Linked DNA regions of Oryctolagus cuniculus: region 1 is linked to region 2. The links are chromatin contacts, called in public Hi-C maps. All regions are on one chromosome and are shown on one strand. The core of a region is the stretch at or near the end of the contact, and the rest is flanking DNA. Distances in the headings are between cores, read along the strand shown. Region 1 overlaps ARL15 (ARF like GTPase 15). Region 2 holds the start of FST (follistatin).

Evidence for each region. A called contact is a pair of places that touch in the nucleus more often than the background predicts.
Region 1: a Hi-C map of an unstated tissue shows a contact between it and region 2, with 4 times the contacts expected there. The contact joins the enhancer-like site here to the promoter of FST in region 2. A contact is called at or near these places in 3 of 6 Hi-C or Micro-C datasets (ear pinna, skin fibroblasts and an unstated tissue).

The regions. Positions count from the first base shown.
Region 1 is chr14:74,747,294-74,751,939 of mOryCun1.1, reverse strand. The region is part of intron 4 of ARL15 (ARF like GTPase 15); the gene reads left to right. Among named protein-coding and RNA genes, the nearest start is that of ARL15, 370 kb to the left of the region's middle. Within about 2 kb of position 3,064, at least 1 of the 8 cell types and tissues checked has an H3K27ac peak or open chromatin away from gene starts, as enhancers often do.
Region 2 is chr14:74,275,412-74,280,677 of mOryCun1.1, reverse strand. It overlaps FST (follistatin), which reads right to left and starts at 2,561. Exons shown (of 6, transcript XM_070056901.1): 1 at 2,088-2,561; 2 at 114-305. The coding sequence starts at 2,172.

The sequences.
Region 1 (4,646 bases), core at 1,815-4,314, 470 kb before region 2:
ATCTGTAGCTCTTCTGCTAGTTTGGATGTTACTAGCATAATTCTATTGGACACTTATTACGTGTGTCTGCCAGAATCCCGAGTAGTGAGGCATCAAATGCTAAAAGCAAGTATTTGAGTCTTTTATACATAAGCAGTACAGTCATTTTTAAAACCCTTTATTGTTCATCCCTCGTGTACACAGATGTTTATAAATACCATTTGAATTAAAGGCAAGTAAACACACACATTTCAAGCAGTCCCAGTTACATTTAAAGAATTGCTCGGTGCCCATTAAGAAAGCTAGGTGTTTATGTGTGTGTGCATTTTCATTTAAATGACTAATATTGGTGAATATCATCAGTTGAAGGTCTTGTAAATAATTTTTAAAAAAAGTTTTACAGTACAGCAAGTGGTATATGGTCTCCATTTAAAATGGAGTTGTGTCTTCACTGTTGGTGGTCTCAGCACAGTCACTTCAGACACGACCGGAGTGGGGGATCGGGAGAAGAAAAGGAATTTTCATTCTCCTCATGTTAAATGTACATTATCAAGGTTCCTGCTCAAATGTGTCTAAGATAATTGGAGCCCCTCGGAGGCACTTTGCTAAGCGTCTAATTCAGCCCATCTTCCCCAGAGAGGATAATTGTTGTTAAAAAACAAAAAAGTAAAATGTGTTGTTTTCTCGTGTAATTATGTAACTGACATCTTTATATAATAATACATTTGGGTGGTCTGTCCCTGAAACACTTGGTTTGTTAGGAAACATTACAGTTTCCACAAGTAATCACTTACCCCTAAATATTATGAAAGAATTTGGTATTGTTACATTGCATCATTGCATTAGTCAGAAGCTAAACTTTCTAAATGAGTTTGGCACTGGAAAAGGCTTCTAGGTTTTTTGCTATTTTTTTTTCTTAAATGTCATTATATGAGCTAAAATATTCCTGACATGGAATACTACATGACAGAATGTTAAAAAAGTAACAAAATACAAATATGGTGAAGAAAGGAGTCCAGGCCCTCAGAGCTGCTGTCTTCCCTGATTGCATTGTGATCTCCTTATCAATGTGGTGTTTTCCCTCGCTCAGCTCATTTCATTTACCCACACCGGGTTGGCTTAGGGCCTGTGAGCTTCCTTGCCACCGTGAACCACAAACATCTTGACGATGGGCGTGCTACCATTAGAACTGCATTCATTTTCATCCTTGCTGATTAAAAAGTGCCACACTTTAACAAAACTTAATGGAGTCTTCCCTCTCATTCGGCTCTTCTGGGCCTGCAGAGAGCCCTGGTCCTGAGGAGACACCCATCGCTAATCCTGGATTCAGCCAAGACCCGACTCTAATCACCATAGCTGATTATGCCACCCCAGGGCCTTCTGTTAAATCGCTCTTACCTAGCATTGTGTGGGAGGTTTCTGCAAAGTAGGAGAGAGAGAAGAGGAAGGGCCTAGACAGACAAAAGTCTAATGAGAGAGCAGAACCCCAGGGCAAAAGCAATGTCAAGTGAACACGCCGGAAGCTGCAATGGGCAAGGTAATAGTTTAATGGAAGGCTGCAGTTTGTTTTCAAAGGCAGAAAAGGAAATTGTGAGAGGACAGCAGAGACATCATTATGACTCAGTCTGTGGTATCTCTTGGCAGCTCAGGGAAAGACAGAGGCTGTGTGGAGAGGAAGGAGAAGGGTCAGCATTCGGGGAGAAAGACCAGGAATGGGATCCTCCGCCGTCATCAGCCTCAACTTGTGCTTACAGAGAAGTGCCTGGCAGTGGAAAAGAAGATTCCTTCTTGACGTCATCTTGAACTTGGGCTTGTAATATCTTTTGCACAAGTAAAGGCCACATTCTGGACCCTTGTCGTGCGGTGTACGGATGCCTTTCAGCCATGGCACCCCCACACGTCATCTCTCCCTCGCAGTGGAGGTGGGTGGGCGCAGTCATGTTGCTGACAGCAGGCCTTAGCTTATATTACAGAGCAAAACTTCAGTTACACGAGAAAGTAACGCTTCCTCCCATGTAAACTAAATCAAAGCACCTGCCACATAGAAATTCGTGGACGTAAAACTGAATCTACAAGTATATTCTTTTTAAATGCATTCGGATAGATAACTGACATCAAAGTACTAGCTCTAAAATTGCTCCCTATTTGGGACAGTGGTACTTTTCACTGGGGCTTAGTTGTCCAAATAAGCAATTCTGTGCACACACGTGTGTATGTGTGTGTGTGATACTGAAATCTTTTTTTAAGGTTTATTTTTATTTTGTTCAAAAGGCAGAGTTAAAGAGAGAAATTGACTGTCTATCTGCTGGTTCACTCCCCAAATGGCCGCAACAGCTAGAACTGGGCCAGACTGAACCCAGGAGCCAGGAGCTTCTTCTGGGTCTCCCACGTGGGTGCAGGGATCCAAGCACTCGGACCATCCTCCACTACTTTCCCACGTGCGCTAGCAAGGAGCTGGATTGAAAATGGATCAGTCAGCACTCGAACCGGTGCCCATATGGCCAGCGCTGCAGCTGGCGTCTTGACCCGCTGCGCCACAGCATCAAGCCCAGATAGTGAAATCTTGACACGGTTCAGTCATTCGGGCAAAAGAAAGGTCTCCTTGTTGCTAAATTTGTAATTCCCAAACTGTGTGTCGAGGCACCCCAGGGTCCCACAGTCAACTCATAGAGGTTATTTTAAATTTTAGAAGAAAAGAAATAATTGATGTTTGTCAGATACAGTGAACTACTATCACGAGGTAGTTCACAGTTTCAACATTAGATGGCGCTACATTCCTTTTGATGATGTCATATCATTCCAAAGAGGTTAACATGATAAAAAGCAAGTACTGCATGACAATTATTGTGGAAAAGGAAATGAAAGTGGCAGTATCCAATCTGATTCCAAGAGTTAAGAGGTTGTGCAGTGCGCCATAGGTATGCACATCCTTTAGTTAGTAATTGTTATGGGTACCATGTTTTCGATCTGTTACTAAGTTCTTAGGACAGCTACTTAGCAGTTGTTTTATCTTAACTACTCAGTATATGAATGGTTAGGTATTTCTTTTGTCCTAGGGGCACCATGAAAAAATGACTATGACTAAGGGATTGATTCATGAATCAAAGTTTTGGAATCTCTGCTCAGCTGTGAGACATTGCTCAGTCTCTGGAAGTTGAGGCAAATATGTCTGCGGGCATACTCTGCACAGGCTCATGAACTCCTGGTTCTGCCCCATCCCTTCTGTCTTTTGGTTCCATTCAAATCAGACATCTTAATGGGAGCACCATGCCCCAGATACCTTTCCTTCCACGTAGACCTAATAGGAGTTGTGTTCCTACCAAGTAGAACAGATGTAATTGGACCAAAAAATAAATGCCAGTAAATTCAATTATCCCATTGGTTTCCATTTCAAAAATGGACTTATTCCCATGGGGCAGGGGTAGACAGAAGAGAATTAGCCCTTGAATCTATTAAAGGTTACACTTGAGGGGAAAAAGGGAATATTTCAAAAGTAAATACTCAAAAGGGAAAATGGTTTTTTTAAGAAAAGTTATTCAAAATAAGCCACAAAAGGCAAGCATATAATTACAAAACAAAACCCCCTAAAAATCAATGTAACAAATAAATCAGAGGTGCTTTTTCAATTTCTAAAATAATTCTTCACTTGCAAAAGCATTCATGACAGGGTTCCCTGTGATTTGAGCCTCCCCAGGGCATTTGGAATATGATTCAATTTTTAAAAATTCCATTTGTACCCAATTTTTTTCAGAAACAAAACTTTGGTTTTAAACAAGGTGCATCTGTTTCCAGAAATGCTTTCCCATGGAGCTCTGGGCAGAAGGTTTGTGTTGCATCTGGAGATCACACTCGGCTCAAATCAAGATTCTCTTTGAGTGCAGCAAGCTCAGGAGCTTGTGTTTGATCCTGTTGGGAACGAGGCTAATTGTTTAAGAAATTAGGTCTTGGTAAGGCTGTTTGCACTTTAAGTTGATTTGGTCTTTTGCAAAAACTTATTTAAGACTTGTTCGTTCTGAAGACCTCGGCTTTCCATGAGCTGAATAATGTGTATTTCCAGGTTTTACCTGGCTTCTCATGGACACCGAGAACCTACCCCAGACACATCTTTTATAATTGGAATGGATTTTCAGTATTGTCTTTTCGGTGGGCTACATCTCTGTGTGTGCCTTCTGGAAAAACTTTTCTTTCCTCACAATATGCTAATTACTTCCCTCCTCTTAATCCAGCCTTACAGAATGAAGTGCCCTTAAAAATGTTTACCTTCAAAATGCCTTTTGTACAAGCATCTCCAAGTTCCTTATAAACATTAATTAATTCACACTGCTGGAGAAGGCATCTCTCATTTCTCCTCCTCAAAATAATGCCTTCTATCGTATGGCAGTGTGTCCCTGCCTTCCTACAGAGACGAGTGATTGTGGGTTTCTCAAGCACAGGAAACCGAACCTTGCACATCTTGGTAAACCTCATACGGCTGACCATCAAGCTTTAAATACACATGCACGCACGCCTGCTCAGTAAGGCTTTTTGGAGGGTTTTATATTAAATAGTGTGTAAGTGTGTAAACAGCTCCAAATATCCTACAAGTCTGTCTCATGCAGAATGAACATCGACTCAATTGCAAGAGGGGCACGGGCAGAATCTTTTGTGTCTGTGTGTGTGTAAAGCAA
Region 2 (5,266 bases), core at 1,312-3,811:
CCACACAGCTCTCTTGGTTCCAGTCCCCCCCCCCCCCCCCAGGTAGGTAGTGGGGAAGCCCAGGGTAAGACGCCCTCTGCTGAGGGCCTGAGGTTGGGGAGGAAGAGTCCCACCTTTACAGGGGATGCAGTTGGGGGCGCCCCCGTTGAAGATCATCCACTTGAAGAGCGTGTTGTCGTTCACGTCCTCCTCGGTCCACGAGGTGCTCAGGCGGCCCGTGCTGCAGCACTCCTCCTTGCTCAGCTCGGTCTTGTACAGGACCTGGCAGCGGCCGTTCTTGGCTTGGCGGAGCCAGCAGTTCCCAGCTGTGAAGAGTCGGGGGTGGGAGGTGGATGCGCCGGCGAGCGGCGGGGGACGAGGAGAGGGAGGCGGCGGGCGAGCGAGCACAGACGACACGGCGGGCGTGGGGAGGGGGTGAGCGTGGTGCAGGGAGGGCAGGGCGCGCGGCGGGGGAGACGCGCGGCAAATAAATAGGAGGGGGTGGAGGGGTTGGGAAGGAGGGGGGGAAGCCCTGATCCCAGAGGTGGGGGGCAGACGAGGGGAGGCAGGGCGAGGCAGAAGCCAGAGCGCCCCAGCCATATCAATGTCAGTTAACCAGTGACCCAGACACAACACGTGCAGCTTGCATTGACTTTTACTAGACTGTTTACTTTTATTCGTCCCATTTCATAACCTGCAGCGACTCGAAGGGCAGATTAAAGAACCTGACAAAAACAGGATGCGACGGATGTTTTTACATGTTGGTTTCATGTAGGCGGCACGGGAATTATTTGTGACAGGGGTTAAGAAAGTGAGAGAACGGGAGAGGAGAGGGAGAGAGAGGAGAAGGAGACACACACACACACACACACACACGCACGCACGCGCAGGAACAGATCAAGCAAAAAGGCACTTGCGAAAAATGAAAGCAAAAAAGCAATCCGGAGCTGCCCCGCGCGGCCTCGAGGCGCAGCCCGCCCGACGGGCCCGTTTTGCAATCCGCCGCCCCTGAGCACGCCCGCGGCCACCGGGAGCTTTCGAAATCTCCGAGGGCTGCTTTCCCTGGCGCCCACGTCCCTGGACGCGGGCAGCCGGGCGCAGGGCGGTGCAGACGGCGGGGTCGCTCACACCCTGGAAACGTTCACGCTCACGCGGGCAGGGCACCTCGGCCCGGGGCGAGCGTCCTGCCGGGTCCCGGCTCCGTACACCTAGCTCCCACCTAGCACGAAGAAACCTGTGCAAGGAATCTCTCCCCCTTCCCCTCTTTTAACACCCAGATTTGGTTCAGGAAGTAAGACTTTAACAATAACTGGACCACAGGCTGCTAGTATTATTTTAAAAATTCTGCCCAAGACTAATGGAAAGAAACAGCTATTTTTACAAGACAAACTTAAGAGATTTACTCTTGATACAGCTTAGCATTTAAATCAGTTGTGGGCTGCTCGCTGTTTTACAAAAAGTTAACAGTCCGAGGAATGAAGCAAAGAAGAGGGAAAAAAAAAAACTGTAAAGTAACTCACAACACTCCCGGGTAATAATTTGACTTTTTTTTTTTTTTTTGCGGGGTTGGGGGAGGGGGTTTGGAAGAAGCATCCATTAGGCAGAAAGCTACTTCCCTCGAAAATTTTCAGCACCCACATTTCCAAGTTTGGGCAAACTTTCTGAAACCACGTCCCCCAAGCCACCGGAGAAAATTCAGTGTCTCCGCAGCCCCAGGTCATTGTAAAAAGTCTCCAAAAGACGTGGGAGGCACAGAGGTTAGACTGCAAACCGGGCGGCCGAAATCCGCAGGCTACTACTGATGCTGGTCCCCAACCCCGGAGATACCATCTCAAGTCATCCCGGCCAGAACTCGGAGCATCTAACCCTAATACTGAGGCAGACTCCAGCCTGCTCCTTTTCCTTTTAAAGGAGAGCCGAGCTCCCAACTCCGCTGCCGGTCCCAAAGTGTCACTGCCTTGGTGTTTCCCCACTGCTCTCCATCGCGGAGTCGCTAACTTGGTCCAACATCTTCCAAGAGCAGCGTTGGGGCGAACAGACCACAGAAAAGTAGAGCCCCCTGCCCTCAGCCCAGCCTGCCCAGCGCATCCCCCCCTCCCCTCGCTTACCCTGGGCGCTGCGGTCCTCCATGAACTGGCAGAGCAGCAGCAGCAAGAGGCAAAGCCCGCCGGGCTGGTGCCTGGCGCGGACCATCCTGGGGGCAGGCGCGGGGCGAGGAGCGCGGCGGCGCGGGGAGCGGGCGCGGCGGCGGGGCGGCTGGTGCGAGCGGCGCGCGTCTCGGAGGCGAGCGGCGGAGGGCGCAGAGATCCGGGCGCAGCCCCGCGCTCACAGCCGGCCGCCCGCGCGATTCAATGGACGTCAGAAGCCGGGCGCAGCCGCGCTTTAAATCTAGACGGGGGTCTCCGCGGTTTGCGGTGGGCGGTCTCCCAGTGTGTGGGGCTGTGGGAGGGCGGCCTCGAGCGAGGGTGTGCGCGGCTCCTTGGGGGTGGGGAGCTTTTAAAAGTTCACTGTGAATCAGGTGACATTTCCCACCTTCTGGAAACCCTTCCCAGTTATCTGTCGGAGGTGCCCGAAATCAAAGCGGCAGGAGGGGAATCGCCGAGTTCTTATTTGCGTAGGAGCGGGAGGGAGGGGGCAGGCGGCCGGGGCGGGGGGTGGGGGCGACGCTCGGGGGTGGGGAGCGGGGAAGAACACCCACTTCATGTCCTGCACGCCGCCGCTTGCGGGCAGCGCGCCGCGCCCGGGGTGGCGTGTGTGCGTGCGTGCGTGTGTGTGTGTGTGTGTGTGTGCGGGTGTGCGCCGCGGGGCGCTGGAGCGGGCGGCGGGCCGAGCGGGGAAGCCGGCACTTGGTCTCCGCGCCGCTGCTTCTCCGCTCCTCGGCTCTGGCAAAAGACTTTGCAGACGCCGGGAGAGCCGCGGGCTGCTGGAGAGCCCTCGCTCGCTCAGGGTGGGGTCGGACCCTGCCAGCCTCCCGTACAGCCTGGGCGCGGGGGACCCGGCGGGAGGTTTTGTGTCTGGGTCTGTGCGTGCTGGACTTGGCGGCGGCGGCGGCTCTCGGCCCTGAGGGGTCGCTGGGAACCCCGGCCCCGGCACCTTCCACCCTGGCGGAGCAGCGCGGAGACGCAAGCCCCGGGTCTCCACGAGTAGCAAACAAAAATGTTTAACACCTCAGACACGGCCTCCCCCCCGGTGCAGTCTCGCCCTGTCCCTTTTCTTCTCTCTCCCCTTTCACTTCCCGGGCGTCTGGAGTCGGAGCCCCGAGCGGGGGCGCCGACGTAGGCGGTCTGCCCCCTCCTCCCCGCTCGGCGACTCCCCTAGTTTCTGTCCTGTGCGTCTCTGTCTCTCTCGTCTCCAGCTCGGCTCCAGACTCGATTCTCTCTCTCTCTCTCTCTCTCTCTCTCTCTCTCTCTCTTCTCTCTCTCTCTCTCTCCTCTCTCTCTCCCTCCCCCCCCCCCCGCGAATAAAAAAAGATTGCAACATCGATAATGAACTTCTGTAGCCTCAGTTTATTAAGTACAGTGCCTGGCATTCTTCACTGGAAGTTGGCGGGTCTCTCATTTATAACATTTTTGGCACCGCTGAATGAAACTGAGGAGGCGATATTTCCTTTTATATAAAGCGATTACTTCACGGAAAAGGCTATATTGTTTATTCCAAAGCTGCCTTTTAAATTGCTATTCATTTCGCTTCTCCAGCCCGTAGGACAACAGACAGCGAAGTATGCAGACAAAATTCTTGGACATTCGCAGGTCACTGGGATTTGTTCTACGGATTTCAAACCCGCCCCTCCTTCGCCCCCCTCCCCCAGTCCTCCCCAGGCCCTCCCACCCCCATCTTCCGTCACCCCCCTCCCACCCCCTCCACAACTGCAAATAACTCAGTGATAACAGATTTTTTTCCACCAACTGCAGGAGATAGTGCTAATCTTTTAATAAAAGATCCCATTACAATGGGATCTGTCTGGACAGACTATAATAGATCCCGAAGTACAGCCGTGCTAATATTAGAAGACAGTTGTTTGGGTGCCTCTCAGACGGGCCCGAGCCCCCCTTTGAAAGTGGGCGCATGAATCACAAAGCCCCGCGGCCGCCGCACCTGCACCGCGCGCTTTCGGTGCAGCAGGCTGGTAAAAACGGTGACCTCGCCGCCGCCGCCGCCGCCGCCGCCGCCGCCGCCACCGCCGCCGCCGCCGCCGCCGCCGCCGCCGCCGCCTCTCGCTTTATAATTACCGTCGTGAGCACGCGAGGGAGGGGCGCGGCGGTCGGGGGAGGCTGGCTCTCGGCGCACTTCAGACGGCGCTGGAGCTGCACGTCCTTTTTAATCTGCCCAGATTCAGTTTGGCTGTGTTTCCCAGTCTGTCTGTCTGTCCGTCCCGCCCCCCCCTCCCCCCCGCCCCGTCCCCTCCCTTTCCTCCCCGGTCCTCCTACGCCTGCCGCCCCTCGTCCCTCTCTCCTCTCTTTCCCTCCCTCTCCCCGACTCTGCCCATGCCCTCCCTCCCTCGTCTCCCTCCCTTCTTTCTTTTCCCGGCTCCTTGTCTCGCTTCCCTCCAACGCATTAATGTAGAGTTGTTTAGTGCCCTCTAATGGCAGACGACATTAACAATTAATAGCAAACTGCCCCCTTTGCAGGAGCCGCCACTCCATGGCAGAGTTCCAAAGTTGAATTTATTTCTCCTTTATTCACAGAGGTGGAGAGAGGGCTTGCACGCTGCTGTGCTGCAGGGAGAGTTAGTCTTCTCCCCTCCTGTACTTTTCCTCCCTGGGAAAACTTCAAGGAAAGAGAGGCGCTAACAAGTATTGTTACTTTTTCCTCCTTCTGCACAGATTTGTCTGTCAGTGGCAGCGAGAGAAGCAGCTTTTGTTTGAAGCAGGTTAACGGAATCCTGCCTCCGTGGCATTGCTACCAAGAGCCACTAAAACGTTTTTAAGACCCTCGCATCATTACAGGATTTTATATTTGTCCTACGTTTAAATCAACATATTGATCTTGAATCAGCCAGTGACCCCTGGAAGCTGGGCTCTTTTTCTTAGACTTTCCACACAGCGGCTATAGAAAACGTTTCCATTTTACACGTGTCCACTTGTGTATCAAGTCTTCCTGCCTAGAGGAATATAAGGTCACATTTTAATTCACAGCTGATTTTTCAGGACTTTTGGGAAGATCGCTTTAAAGATCATAATAATTTCCCCATCTATTATAAACCTAAGCAGTGAAGATACTGATGTAACTTGGGTGTTCTTATCAGATTTAGTTCTCCATTTACGTATATACATACACATATAAAGAG